Regions from separate parts of the Mus musculus genome. Here all the other regions are linked to region 1. The links are chromatin contacts, called in public HiChIP or PLAC-seq maps. All regions are on one chromosome and are shown on one strand. Each heading gives the region's core, a stretch centred on a gene start, on an enhancer-like site or on the middle of the called end of the contact. The rest is flanking DNA. Distances are from core to core; before and after follow the strand shown.

What was found. HiChIP or PLAC-seq counts read pairs in DNA pulled down with a chosen protein or histone mark.
Region 2: a FOXA1 HiChIP or PLAC-seq map of pancreatic cancer cells shows a contact between it and region 1. The contact joins two enhancer-like sites. A contact is called at or near these places in 1 of 15 datasets of contacts at CTCF or cohesin (the NIH/3T3 cell line), 7 of 484 Hi-C or Micro-C datasets (the N1E-115 cell line, bone marrow-derived macrophages, cerebral cortex and 3 more) and 6 of 115 datasets of contacts at active chromatin or transcription factors (CD8 T cells, bone marrow-derived macrophages, fibro-adipogenic progenitors and 2 more).
Region 3: an H3K4me3 HiChIP or PLAC-seq map of bone marrow-derived macrophages shows a contact between it and region 1, with 3 times the contacts expected there. The contact joins two enhancer-like sites. A contact is called at or near these places in 4 of 484 Hi-C or Micro-C datasets (Sertoli cells, bone marrow-derived macrophages and nephron progenitors) and 8 of 115 datasets of contacts at active chromatin or transcription factors (CD8 T cells, bone marrow-derived macrophages, embryonic fibroblasts and 4 more).
Region 4: a contact with region 1 is called in a BATF HiChIP or PLAC-seq map of CD8 T cells, with 6 read pairs. The contact joins two enhancer-like sites. A contact is called at or near these places in 1 of 15 datasets of contacts at CTCF or cohesin (the NIH/3T3 cell line), 1 of 484 Hi-C or Micro-C datasets (bone marrow-derived macrophages) and 4 of 115 datasets of contacts at active chromatin or transcription factors (CD8 T cells, bone marrow-derived macrophages, embryonic forebrain and 1 more).

What each region holds. Positions count from the first base shown.
Region 1 is chr9:56,504,830-56,507,529 of GRCm38.p6, reverse strand. No RefSeq gene overlaps it. Among named protein-coding and RNA genes, the nearest start is that of Gm31529, 74 kb to the left of the region's middle. Within about 2 kb of position 1,404, at least 268 of the 459 cell types and tissues checked have an H3K27ac peak or open chromatin away from gene starts, as enhancers often do. A contact at or near this core is called in CD8 T cells, the N1E-115 cell line, the NIH/3T3 cell line and 5 more, where this site is marked.
Region 2 is chr9:56,369,577-56,372,276 of GRCm38.p6, reverse strand. All of the region lies in intron 2 of Peak1 (pseudopodium-enriched atypical kinase 1), which reads left to right. Among named protein-coding and RNA genes, the nearest start is that of Peak1, 47 kb to the left of the region's middle. Within about 2 kb of position 1,351, at least 66 of the 459 cell types and tissues checked have an H3K27ac peak or open chromatin away from gene starts, as enhancers often do. A contact at or near this core is called in CD8 T cells, the N1E-115 cell line, the NIH/3T3 cell line and 5 more, where this site is marked.
Region 3 is chr9:56,343,645-56,346,344 of GRCm38.p6, reverse strand. The region is part of intron 2 of Peak1 (pseudopodium-enriched atypical kinase 1); the gene reads left to right. Among named protein-coding and RNA genes, the nearest start is that of Peak1, 73 kb to the left of the region's middle. Within about 2 kb of position 1,269, at least 21 of the 459 cell types and tissues checked have an H3K27ac peak or open chromatin away from gene starts, as enhancers often do. A contact at or near this core is called in bone marrow-derived macrophages, where this site is marked.
Region 4 is chr9:56,290,982-56,293,681 of GRCm38.p6, reverse strand. The region is part of intron 3 of Peak1 (pseudopodium-enriched atypical kinase 1); the gene reads left to right. The region is part of intron 5 of Peak1os (a long non-coding RNA gene); the gene reads right to left. Among named protein-coding and RNA genes, the nearest start is that of Peak1os, 51 kb to the right of the region's middle. Within about 2 kb of position 1,296, at least 5 of the 459 cell types and tissues checked have an H3K27ac peak or open chromatin away from gene starts, as enhancers often do. A contact at or near this core is called in CD8 T cells, where this site is marked.

The sequences.
Region 1 (2,700 bases), core at 155-2,654:
CAGGCTCAGGGCTGAGGACCCGGTAATGAAGTCTTTCTGGAAGGTAGGAAGGGCTGTGTGCAGTGTGCTATTTTTAAACCTGCTGTAGTGGCAGTTGTATTCCTGCCCTGGCACTTTCTCTTGCAGAGGAGGGGCTCGGGGGAATGCAGCCAGGAATTTAGATGCTATTTATTGTATTTCCTTTTATCAGTCAAATGATTTTCTTATTTCCCACGTAGATAAAGATCTTGCGCTCCCAGCTTCGGCTTGTTGACCTTGTCAGGACCGCTGTGCTGTCTGGAAATTGGTCCCAGAGAGAGAGAGAAGGGCATTGTTGTTAGGGGCTGTTTGGTGGTTTGGGTTTTCAGTCCTCCCAGCAGAGAGGAGCTCAGTTTGCCAAAAATAAACAAATAAAAATCTTCCCCTCAAAACAGAAACTGATTGTCTTATGCCTTCTATTTTTCTCTTGCAAAACTGAAAGGTTGTCCAATAAGTTTGCTTCAGTAGCTTTCTGCACCTGGCTTGGGAGCTTGGGCAGCGCGCGCGCGCGCGCGCGCGCGCACACACACACACACACACACACACACACTTCTCTCCCTCCCCTCTTTCTTCCTCATTTCTTTTCCTTCACCGTTTCCCTTCCTTTCTCCTCCTCTCCCTCTCTTCTTCCTCTTTATCTCCCTCCTTCTCTCTCCCTCCTCCCTCTCTTCCTCCCTACGCCCTTCCTTTTCTCCCATTTTCTACCTCTTTCCTCTCTCCTTCTCCCCTTCTCTCCTTCTCTCGCTCTCTGTCGTTTCCCCTCCCTCAACCCGGCGAATCGACTCTGGCAGTGCTGCAGAGCCTTCTTCTTGGCAGGAAACAGGGCAGAGGGCGGGGCCTCCCTCTGTCTGTGTTGCCAGCTCCTGGAGGTGGAGATGCCAGTATGCCTGAGCTGAGCCATGGCAGCTTCCACTCTGCTGGAAGCCTCGGAGGCAGCCAGGCCTCTGCCAGCGCCTTCCAAGGGCACAATGAGGCCACAGGGCTGCCTCTCGGCCAGAGGCCTCCTCGTGGGCACGCTGCCCCTATTGTCTCGCCTGGCTTGGGATTGCTGGCTAGGTTCTCATGCAGAAGTCAGCGCCACTGCCTCTCACCTCGGAACTAGCTCAGCAGATGCTGCGGGAGGCTGGAGTTTTATAGCAAATCCTCATTTTTGGCTGGCTCGCAGCTACAGAACATCAAAAGAACCAGCTAGTCCGAGGGCAGCCAGCCTCTTGCAGGCTCGCAGTGGGAAGAAAAAGGAGGTGCAAGGCCTCCAGCATGCCACGGTGAGCCAAGGTTTTAACCAGGAACTTGCTTTCCAGACCCCTCGGGTCCTTTCCCTCCACCGCGGTGCTGTCTGATCTGGACAGCAGAGGGCGCTGCTTCCTCTGACAGCACAGCGACCCAGTCTGGCTTCCCACATCTGGAAATGGGCTCTACCACTCTTACGAAATACCAGAGAGCCGGGGATCTGTCTGTGTGAGACGTGCTGGCACCCGAATGCACACGCATACACATCATGAATTCCACTTTCTCATGAGTTAGATTTCCCGTGAAGAGCGCTTGTGGAATGTGGGGAATTTGCCTTGCCAAGGCGGCCAGCACATCCTATTCTTGGGCTTGTCTGGCCCAGGTTGGAATGCTTGGATGGACCACCCTCTGGTCTGAAGCCTTTACCCTCCCCTCCCACGTGGAGAGGGGAAGAAAAATGGGAGACCTCCCAGATCTTTTTCTCAAGGGAAGAAAATTAAAAATGTTCAGCGCTGACCTTATAGGCCTTCCTGATGAAAGCAGATGTGGACAGCCAAGCAGCTTCCTAATTACAAGAGATTAGGAACGCCAAAGTGACAAGCCAAGGATGGAGGAGGACAGGGCTGAAGCCAGCCAAAAGCCCTCGTTGCTATTCTGAGTCTGCTCTCCAGACTTCTGAAAGCTGCATGCATTTAAATGTCCACATTTTCTGCAGAAGCCAGAAATCTCTACTTCTCTTGGCCAAACAACACATCAGTCTAATATGGTGTGAGAGAAATATGTTACATTCTTTTATGAACAGAATGTTAACATCAACCAGAATCAATATTTATATCCAAGAACACAATGAACTGGCTTGTTTTGGACTGCACGAGTTTAAGACTGGGACATTGGGAAAGAGTGGGGGGCCCTTCCCTCCCCACCCCTGAAAGACAGACAGGCTGAGGCTCAGGCATCCCAAAAGCGTTCTGCTTGGAAGTCTGGCCTTGGGTCCTTTCCCTGCCCTGCAGGGCTCCTGTCTCTTGGGATTGTAAGAAGAAACCAGAGCAGCAGGCGAAGCCGGATTCCATGATGAGGTGCAGGATGTGAACCCGCATCCTGTAGGCAGGTCAAGGCCTCCTCCTGTCAAGCTAGGAGAGAAGGGCCAGGGCCAGGCCTGCATCCGGCCTTTCCTGCTGAACTCAGACTACTAGGTGCTGACACAGGACAGAGGGACACTCGGAAGCTGACAAGGACCAGAAGGGAGTGTTGCCCCTATGTAGGTGGATTTTTTTTTTTTTTTTTTTTTTTGGACCAGGCAGTTACTTTCAGGTGAGGCAGGGGCTGGGAAAGAGGCCGAAGCATCCCTACCTCCATCAAATAAATGTCTTTATTCCTTCACATTGACTTTTTTTTTTTCTTCCAACTTTTCCTCCTCTGGAGTCAGCTACTTGCTCCCTGCATGTAAAATCT
Region 2 (2,700 bases), core at 102-2,601, 140 kb after region 1:
CCTTACCATGCTTCAGTACCTGCCATTCATCTCCCCTTTAGTCCTAGTGGGTCATATACTGTCTTGTAAGTGGACCTAGGGCATTATGGGTGGAGAGTAATCTCTAGGAGTCAGACTCAGTAGCACTTCCTTTGGGTGCTCAGTACTGCTCACTACTTAGGAAGAGATGTGGCCATCGAAGTCCAAGTCCTACTTCTGTCATCCAAAGGAAGTAGTGGGCTGAGAATCTTTCAGTAGGTCTGCCAGGTTTCATTGTTCTAAGCTCTTAGTCTTTTTAGTCTATCTATCTTTTTGTTGTATGTCCAGAAAGACTTCCATAAGTTGGCGTGGTTTTCATACTTGTACCCAGAACCTTTCAGTCTGTCATCTTTTCTTGGAGATTACATTCAAATCTCTCACATCACCTGTGGGACATCTCTTGTGACCTCTGCTCACCTTTTCTTCCTACCAAGCCTTGCTTTTGCAGGGAGGTACTCTTCTCCCTGTATAACTTTGCACACAAATACCAAGCAGACGTCTGTTTTCTTAGTGACATTTAGACACATCTGATAAAATGTGACTAAAGTGCTCTACTACTCAATTGGCTGGCCTCCAGATTTTCTTTTAATCAATTTCCCAGCTGCCTAATAATGCCATTTTTATAAAATAATTGTTGTGTGAATGTAAATCATCTTGACTAAATACAGGAACTGATTGACCTATTTACAGAAGGATTAGCTTAAACTCTGAGTATGAAGTAATGGAAGGGCAATTTAAAGAGTTGATTAAGGAACAAAGTATATGAATAGTAGAGCCATTAATGCTGGAAACGGTAAACTCTTTGATTATGATAAAATACCCAGAAACTCAGTACCCAGCTATAAGATTGAAGTCTGTGAATAAACACAATAAAAATGATTGTCTGCCTTGTCCTAAGCTATTATTAATTAAAGTTTTGGTTTGGGAAATGTTCTTAAAATACTTGTCTTAGGAAAATTATTCTTTTTTTTGTGTGGGGGGGATGTGATTCTTTTTTTCAAGATAGGGTTTTCTGTATTGCCTGGGCTGTCTGAAACTCACTCTGTAGACTAGATCTGCTTGCCTCTGCTTCCAGAGTACTGGGATTAAAGGCATGTGCCATCACCACTTAGCTTGGTAATTTATTCTTACTTATAATGAACATTTTTGTATCAAGAAGCTGATTGATTCTGCTAAACACAGCATGGGACTGTATCCTGGAATGTGACTCGATTATTGATTGAATAAACAACTGCTTGCTGAAGCACATTTCTTTGTCTACTCAGTTATGTGTAAGAAAGGCTTTCAGTCACTGGTTCAGGAGGTAGGAGGATGTGTCATAGGTTTTAGTCATGATTCCAGTCCGGCAAGCTGACATTGGTGACTTCCTGTCCTCCTGAGTCAGTCTTATTGTGAAGACCAGTTTGTGTGTACATGATAAAGTGCTGTATAACCGTGACTCCAGACTCAGAGCTGAAGCAAACTCTTGGCTCCTTCTCTGCCAGCCTTTTATCTCGTGGCTGGCCTAGCCCCATTAACATTGTGTTCAGTTCTTATAACTTAGAACGTAGGATTATATTTCCTTTTATCTTCTGCTTACCATCACTTGCTGTTGCACATGGTTGTCAGATGGTAAGCCAAGGTTCCATTAATTTTCACCTGTTTTGTTTCATTTAATAATTGCAAGGAGTGTAGTGTGGTGGGGGGTGGTGCCTCATTTTCCTATGAGGGAAACGTGAGGGAGATTACCGAGCTACCCACATGCTAGAGGTATGATGCCAGTCATTTTTCATTTTTATAAATATATAGCTTAGGTGAAGACCTATTGTACCTTAGCTAAAGCAAGCTTTGATCTCCATTCCTGCCCCCCACCCCCCGCTTGTTCTCAGTAATGGTTAGTGTCTAAAAAAATGGTATTATAGAAAAATGTATGCATTTGATAGCATAACTTAGAAATTTTAACATTACAACACCATTAAAATGTCTTGTTAATGTTATATAACATAGAGTGTATATTTGAGAATCCCTTAGTGCTGTAAAAAAATGTCTTTCAAGTAAGATGAGCTAGTTCTTTGTTTTTAAATTTTTATTAAGTTTTAAAATCAGCATAACAATATAATAGGTTGTACCCTGGTGATTCATACATATATGTCATTGTACCTTGTTCTAATTAATCCCCAAGCTAATGTTTGTAATAGGTATAGTTTGTTTTTAAGGCATAGAGCTCCTTATTATATATACTTATAAGCCAAGTAGGCTTGCTCTAGCACAGTGGTTCTCAACCTGTGGGTCACAACCCCTTTGTGTATATGTGTGTGTGTGTGTGTGTGTGTTCAAATGATCTTTTCACAGGGGTCACTTATCAGATATCCTACATATCAGATACTTACATTGTGATTAATAACTGTATCAAAATTACAACTATAAAGTACCAAGGAAATAATTTTATGGATGGATGTCACTACAAGATGAGGAAATGCATTAAATGCTTGCAGCATTAGGAAGGTTGAAAACCACTATTCTATCAGGAAAATGGGTGGATAGTGTTCTTAATATGTCCAAATTTGAGGCAGATGGCTTGTCCTGTAGTTCTAACACTCTGGGGGCTGAAGCAAGAGAAACCTGAGTTGGAGGCAAGCTCGTCTAAAAGAAATATTTCAGTTTACTTCATAATTTAGGAAAGATGTTAAACAGGGAAACCTT
Region 3 (2,700 bases), core at 20-2,519, 160 kb after region 1:
CAGGGCTTGGTCAGCATGTAACTAGTAGGGAGACACAGGCCTAGAAATAGCCTCCGGGGAAAAGAAGGTAGGGTACAAAAGAGGTGAGGATAAGGGACATCTGTGGAGAGGGGTCTAACAGTGCTTAAGTCCAGGTTTCTTTCTAGCAATTTCCTTCATGGAGAGAGATGGCAGATACTTGGCTCTTCCTGTCCAGCCTGGGTCCAAGACACTAGCTCAGCACCATTCACAGTGGGTAGTTAAGCCTCAAGGGAAAGAAGATTCAGTCCTGTGGCAGGAGAGCAGCTTTCCTGAGCTCAGTTCCTGTAGGGCCTGCAGTAGAGCTTGCAGTTGGGTTCTTGGCACAGACCAGGATTGGGGGGTTCCTGGTGGGTTCATTTGGGCAGTTAGGTACCACCCACTTCTTTACAGTGTGTGCTTCAGTGAAATCAAGGATAGCCTCCTTCTTCAGACACAGGACACTGTGACAACACTGCCAAATCTCCTGAGAGAGACGGAAATGTCCTGGTGTGTAGGCAAGGGGCCTCCTCCAAGACTCATTTAAAAATACTCACCCTGGGGCATCAGGACTCAGGCAGGTCATAGGACCAAAGCTTGGCATCACCAAAGATGCAACAGTGAGGGTTCCTGATGGGGTCAGTTCCCTGAGAAAGAGGAGTGGGTGCTGACATGGTGCTGTTGGAGGTAGCAGGGAGCAGAATAAGCAGAAATCTCCCAGCAGTTCAGGGTTGGTAGGAGGAATATAGAAGGTGTTTCTGTGTGCGGCTGATTCTTATTAGACAAGTCCCAAGCTGGAGTTATCCTCACTGGAAAGCCCTTTCCTCTGTAGGAGGAAGTTAAGCAGTGAGATCCAAAGTTCTGAAGGAAGAGGTCATGTGACCCTCAGCCTGGGTGTCACTTGCCGGTCATTAAAGGCTGCATAGGACTTTTTTTTACTTCTCTACAGCAACAGTGGTGTGGCCTGAAGCTCATCCATCCTTGAACCCAGTGACTGAAATGACTACTTCTATCTGCCCCTCCCCATCTTCTTGTCACTGTGGAAGAAATAATTCCCTTCCAGAGGTGATCTGGCACCATCCATTCACTGGCCTGGCGAAGTTCACCATCCAGGAACTTACCAGTTCTACTTCTAAGGCTGAACCTTCAGAAGGGCCCATACACTAAGTCTCATGACATTGATTGTCTCCTGCTGCATTGAGACACTGGAGTGAAACTATAGTCCATATCCACTGACCTATGTGAGCCTGCCTGTAAGCCACGTGCACCGATACTGAATGAGATGCATCTTTAAGGAGTGCATCTGCAGTACCAGCTTGGCACAGTGTCCATCACTTACTGCTCAGAAAAGGCAAGTTCAGAGCAGCTTTAATTTGAAAAATAAACTCCGTTGTTACATTACAAATAACAATTAGTCTATATACGATGAGGTGGTTAGGTTAGATTATTTATGAGTCCCTGTCTTGTTCTAAAAGCCTTCTCCCTGCAGCCTGACCTTTCTCTATTCTCCCTTTTCCATATTCAAACTAATTTCCATAAAACTCTGGCAACAATCTCTTTGTCCTTGTCAGGAATTTCTTTCTGGTCATGCCAAGGTCTGGTCCTGCTTCTAGCTACTGTTAGAAGAATCAATCCTGTGAGACTTCTGAGAGATTATAGACAATATTTTGTAGGAGAGGAATCCACTTTTATTGTCTAAGGATAAATTTCTATTTTTCAAAGATATTAAATGTTTAGTAATTTCTTTCAGTAGCCACAAGGAACTATTATAGTCATGAAATTAAAGAAAGGGAACTGGAGAGAGAGCTTAGTTGGTAAAGTACTTGCTGTGTAAGTATGAGGACTGAATTTGACCCCCCCAGCACCCATGCAAACATCCGGGGGTTATGGCATGCACTTGTGATCCTGGTTCTCGGGATACAGAGATGGGCTTAATTTACAAGCCTCAGATTTCAGTAAGAGACCTTGCCTCCAAGAAAAGCAGCCAGTGATGACCTTTCCTTATGTGTGTACACATATATACATACATACATGTGTACAACATACAGCTATCTCCACAGCTATACCTACATGAATACACCTACATACACATAGACATATCCACAGACACAGGAAAAAGATCTGAGAAACTGTCACAAGCAGAGTAACCTAAGGAGTTAAAGATGTACTTACTAAATATATCGGCACCTCTGGCTAAGATTCTCAACAGGAAAAAAGGGTGTCAGGGGAAACCTGAGGAACTTTAAGGGAAAGGTGGACTTCAGTAATAATATATTTATGTTGTTCCATTAATTGTGTCCAAGGTATACTAATATAAGTTGTTGGTAGAGAATTTGAGTATGGGACACATAGAAATGCTAGTTGTTATTTCACAATTTATTAATATATCTAAAGCTACTCAATTATTTATATCTGGGGGAAAAAAAGGAAACCATTTTTTTCTTGGTAGTAAAATGATCCTTAAATATTATACCCCCAGAATTTCCTTACCTTAATAGCTTGTTCTAGGGGCGTCTGCCCATTAGTAGTGCTCCTCTCTTCCTTTGAGAGCACCAGCTTTGCTGATCAAGGTAAATGCTGCTATTGAGAAAATACACTTGTCTGGAAATCCAGAGTGGAGGTGTGTTGAGGTCGGGGTGGTGTGAGTAAGTGCAGAGAAATCTGTTACATTGCCATTCTCAACAAAGTAGGCAATTTTGTATT
Region 4 (2,700 bases), core at 47-2,546, 210 kb after region 1:
AAAAATACTAGATATCTGGGTGAAAGGCAAGAACCTCTTTTTAAAACCTTTCTTTTTTAATTTCTTGATGGTCTATATAATTTTAAACCACAAAATTGTATCTTATTGTGAAATTTATGTTCTAGGGGAATCATATGGCCCTGTGTAATTGCACACCTATACTTTATGGGAAGTAATCTATTATTAAGTACAATGGACTTAGAACGCTTAAAGATATATTCTGTAATCCTACGGACAATTTATATAAAGAACACAAAATACAATAGATAAGAAACCCTGGAGAGTGTGCTCAGCAGTAAAGGTGCACACCCCTTTGGTTCAGTCCCCAGCACCTATGTGAGGTGGCTCACAGCCACCTATACTGCAGCTCCAGGGGGATCCAGTGCCTCTGGCTTCTACCATACCTGCATTTTGTTTCATATGCACACAGACACACATACATAATTTAAAAATAGTAAAAGAACAGCCAAATAATTTAAGCCCAAAAAACTAAATTGGAATTCAACTGGAGCCTAAAGCAGCATGTATGTATGTGTGTGCTCATTAACATAGTCGCTGCTTCAAAAAGCATGTAGCAAGACCTGACAAAACTAAAGAGCAAAATAGACTCATACTTGATTTTAGCACCACTTCACCAACCAAACAAATACAAGAATTACCGGAATAGTATTTCAGCAACTAGCTTTAGCTGATGCTCATTCAACATGACATCAAGTCACAACACAATGCACATTCTTTTATATGCACATGGTGTGCTTATCAGAATATAATCTACCATGGGCTAAAAAAAAAATCAGAATATAATCTACCATGGGCTAAGTTTTCTGACTTAGAAAAGCCAGAGCAACACTGCAAACAAAACCAGAGGACCTGTGCAATCCTGTTTTAACACTAGAAGGCCACTGTGACCCTGGCAGTGTTGTGTGGTGGAAGGAAAAGAAGAGAAGAAATTGAGCCTCTGGAATGAGGAGCAGCCCTGTGTGGCCAGTCACCCCTTTCCTAAAGGAGCACAGCAGGCCCAGCCCCTGAAGAAGGGGTGGTCAGTGAATGGTGCTGGGACAGTTGGCTGTGTGAACAGGGAGGGAGACACAACCTTTTCTTTTCCTTCACAATAAGCAAAAAATAACTCAAAGTGGGTCATTAATTCTAAACATCAGAGCTTAATCTTTAAAAAATATAGAAGAGTGTGGGTGGCCTAAAGGTTGCTGGGATTCATGGTATTTATAAAACCCACCTTTATTCTTTCTGCTGAGAGCAAAGTTTCATTTCTCTGAACTCTGTTGTAAAAACACCATCATTTCCTCTGCTTTGTCATGTGTATACTTCTGGTCCCCTCTAGTCTAACTTCTTTCAGAGTAGAGCTCTTGTTTTACCCTGATTCCCCCCAAAGCTTGATGTATACAAGTCTTATTTTTGTTGTGGTTTTCTTGCAATGGGGGAGGGGTTCCACATTCATGAAGTTCCTTCCTGTATCACTGTCCACCTTAGTTTTTGTTTAAGACAGCATCCCTCACTGAACCCAGAGCTCACCAATTGGCTGGCCCGTAAGCGCCTGGGGTGTTTGTGTCTGTGCCCACCATCCCCACCTGTACTGAGATTATGGGTGTTTTACATGGATGCTGAGACCCGAGCTCAGGTCCGCGTGCTTACATAGCAGGGATTTTATTTATCCACAGAGTCATTTTCCCCGCTCTCATGTCTTACTTCTCTTGCTCAAATACATTGGATAGAAATCCACAGTACTTGATAAGTTTCTAATTCATTCCAGTTCTTTAATGAATGAAGATGTACTGCTAGGACTGGAGAGATGGCTTAGCGGTTAAGAGCACTGGCTGCTCTTTCATAGGTCATGAGTTCAAGTCCCAGGAATGACATGGTGCCTCACAACCGTCTGTAATATGATCTAATGCCCTCTTCTGTCTAGACTGCAGGTATAACAGGCATATAGAGCACTCATACATGAAAGAAAGAAAGAAAGAAAGAAAGAAAGAAAGAAAGAAAGAAAGAAAGAAAGAAAGAAAGAAAGAAAGAAAGAAAGACATATTAAATATAAGGAATTGTGATCTCCCAACACGTTTTTTTAATTAGATATTTTCTTCATTTACATTTCAAATGCTATCCCCTTTCCTAGTTTCCTCTCCAAAAGTCCCCTATATCCTCTGCCCAACCTGATCCCCAACCCACCCACTCCTGCTTCCTGTCCCAGGCATTTCCCTATACTGGGACATCTTCACAAGATCAAGGGCCTCTCCTCCCATTGATGGCTGACTAGGCCATCCTCTACTACATATGCAACTAGAGACACAATCTCTGTGGGTTCCTCCTATAGGGTTGCCGACCCCTTTAGCTCCTTAGATACTTTCTCTAACTCCTTCATTGGGGACCCTGTGTTCTATCCAGTAGATGACTGTGAGCATCCACTTCTGTATTTGCCAGGCACTGGCATAGCCTCACAAGAGACAGCTATATCAGGGTCCTGTAAGCAAAATCTTGCTGGTATATGCAATAGTGCTTGGGTTTGGTGGTTGTTTATGGTATGGATCTCCAGGTGGAGCAGTCTCAGGATGGTCCTTCCTTCAGTCTCAGCTCTGAACTTTGTCTCTGAAATTCCTTCCATGGGTATTTTGTTCCCCATTCTAAGAAGGAACGAAGTATCCACACTTTGGTCTTCCGTCTTGAGTTTCATGTGTTTTGCAAATT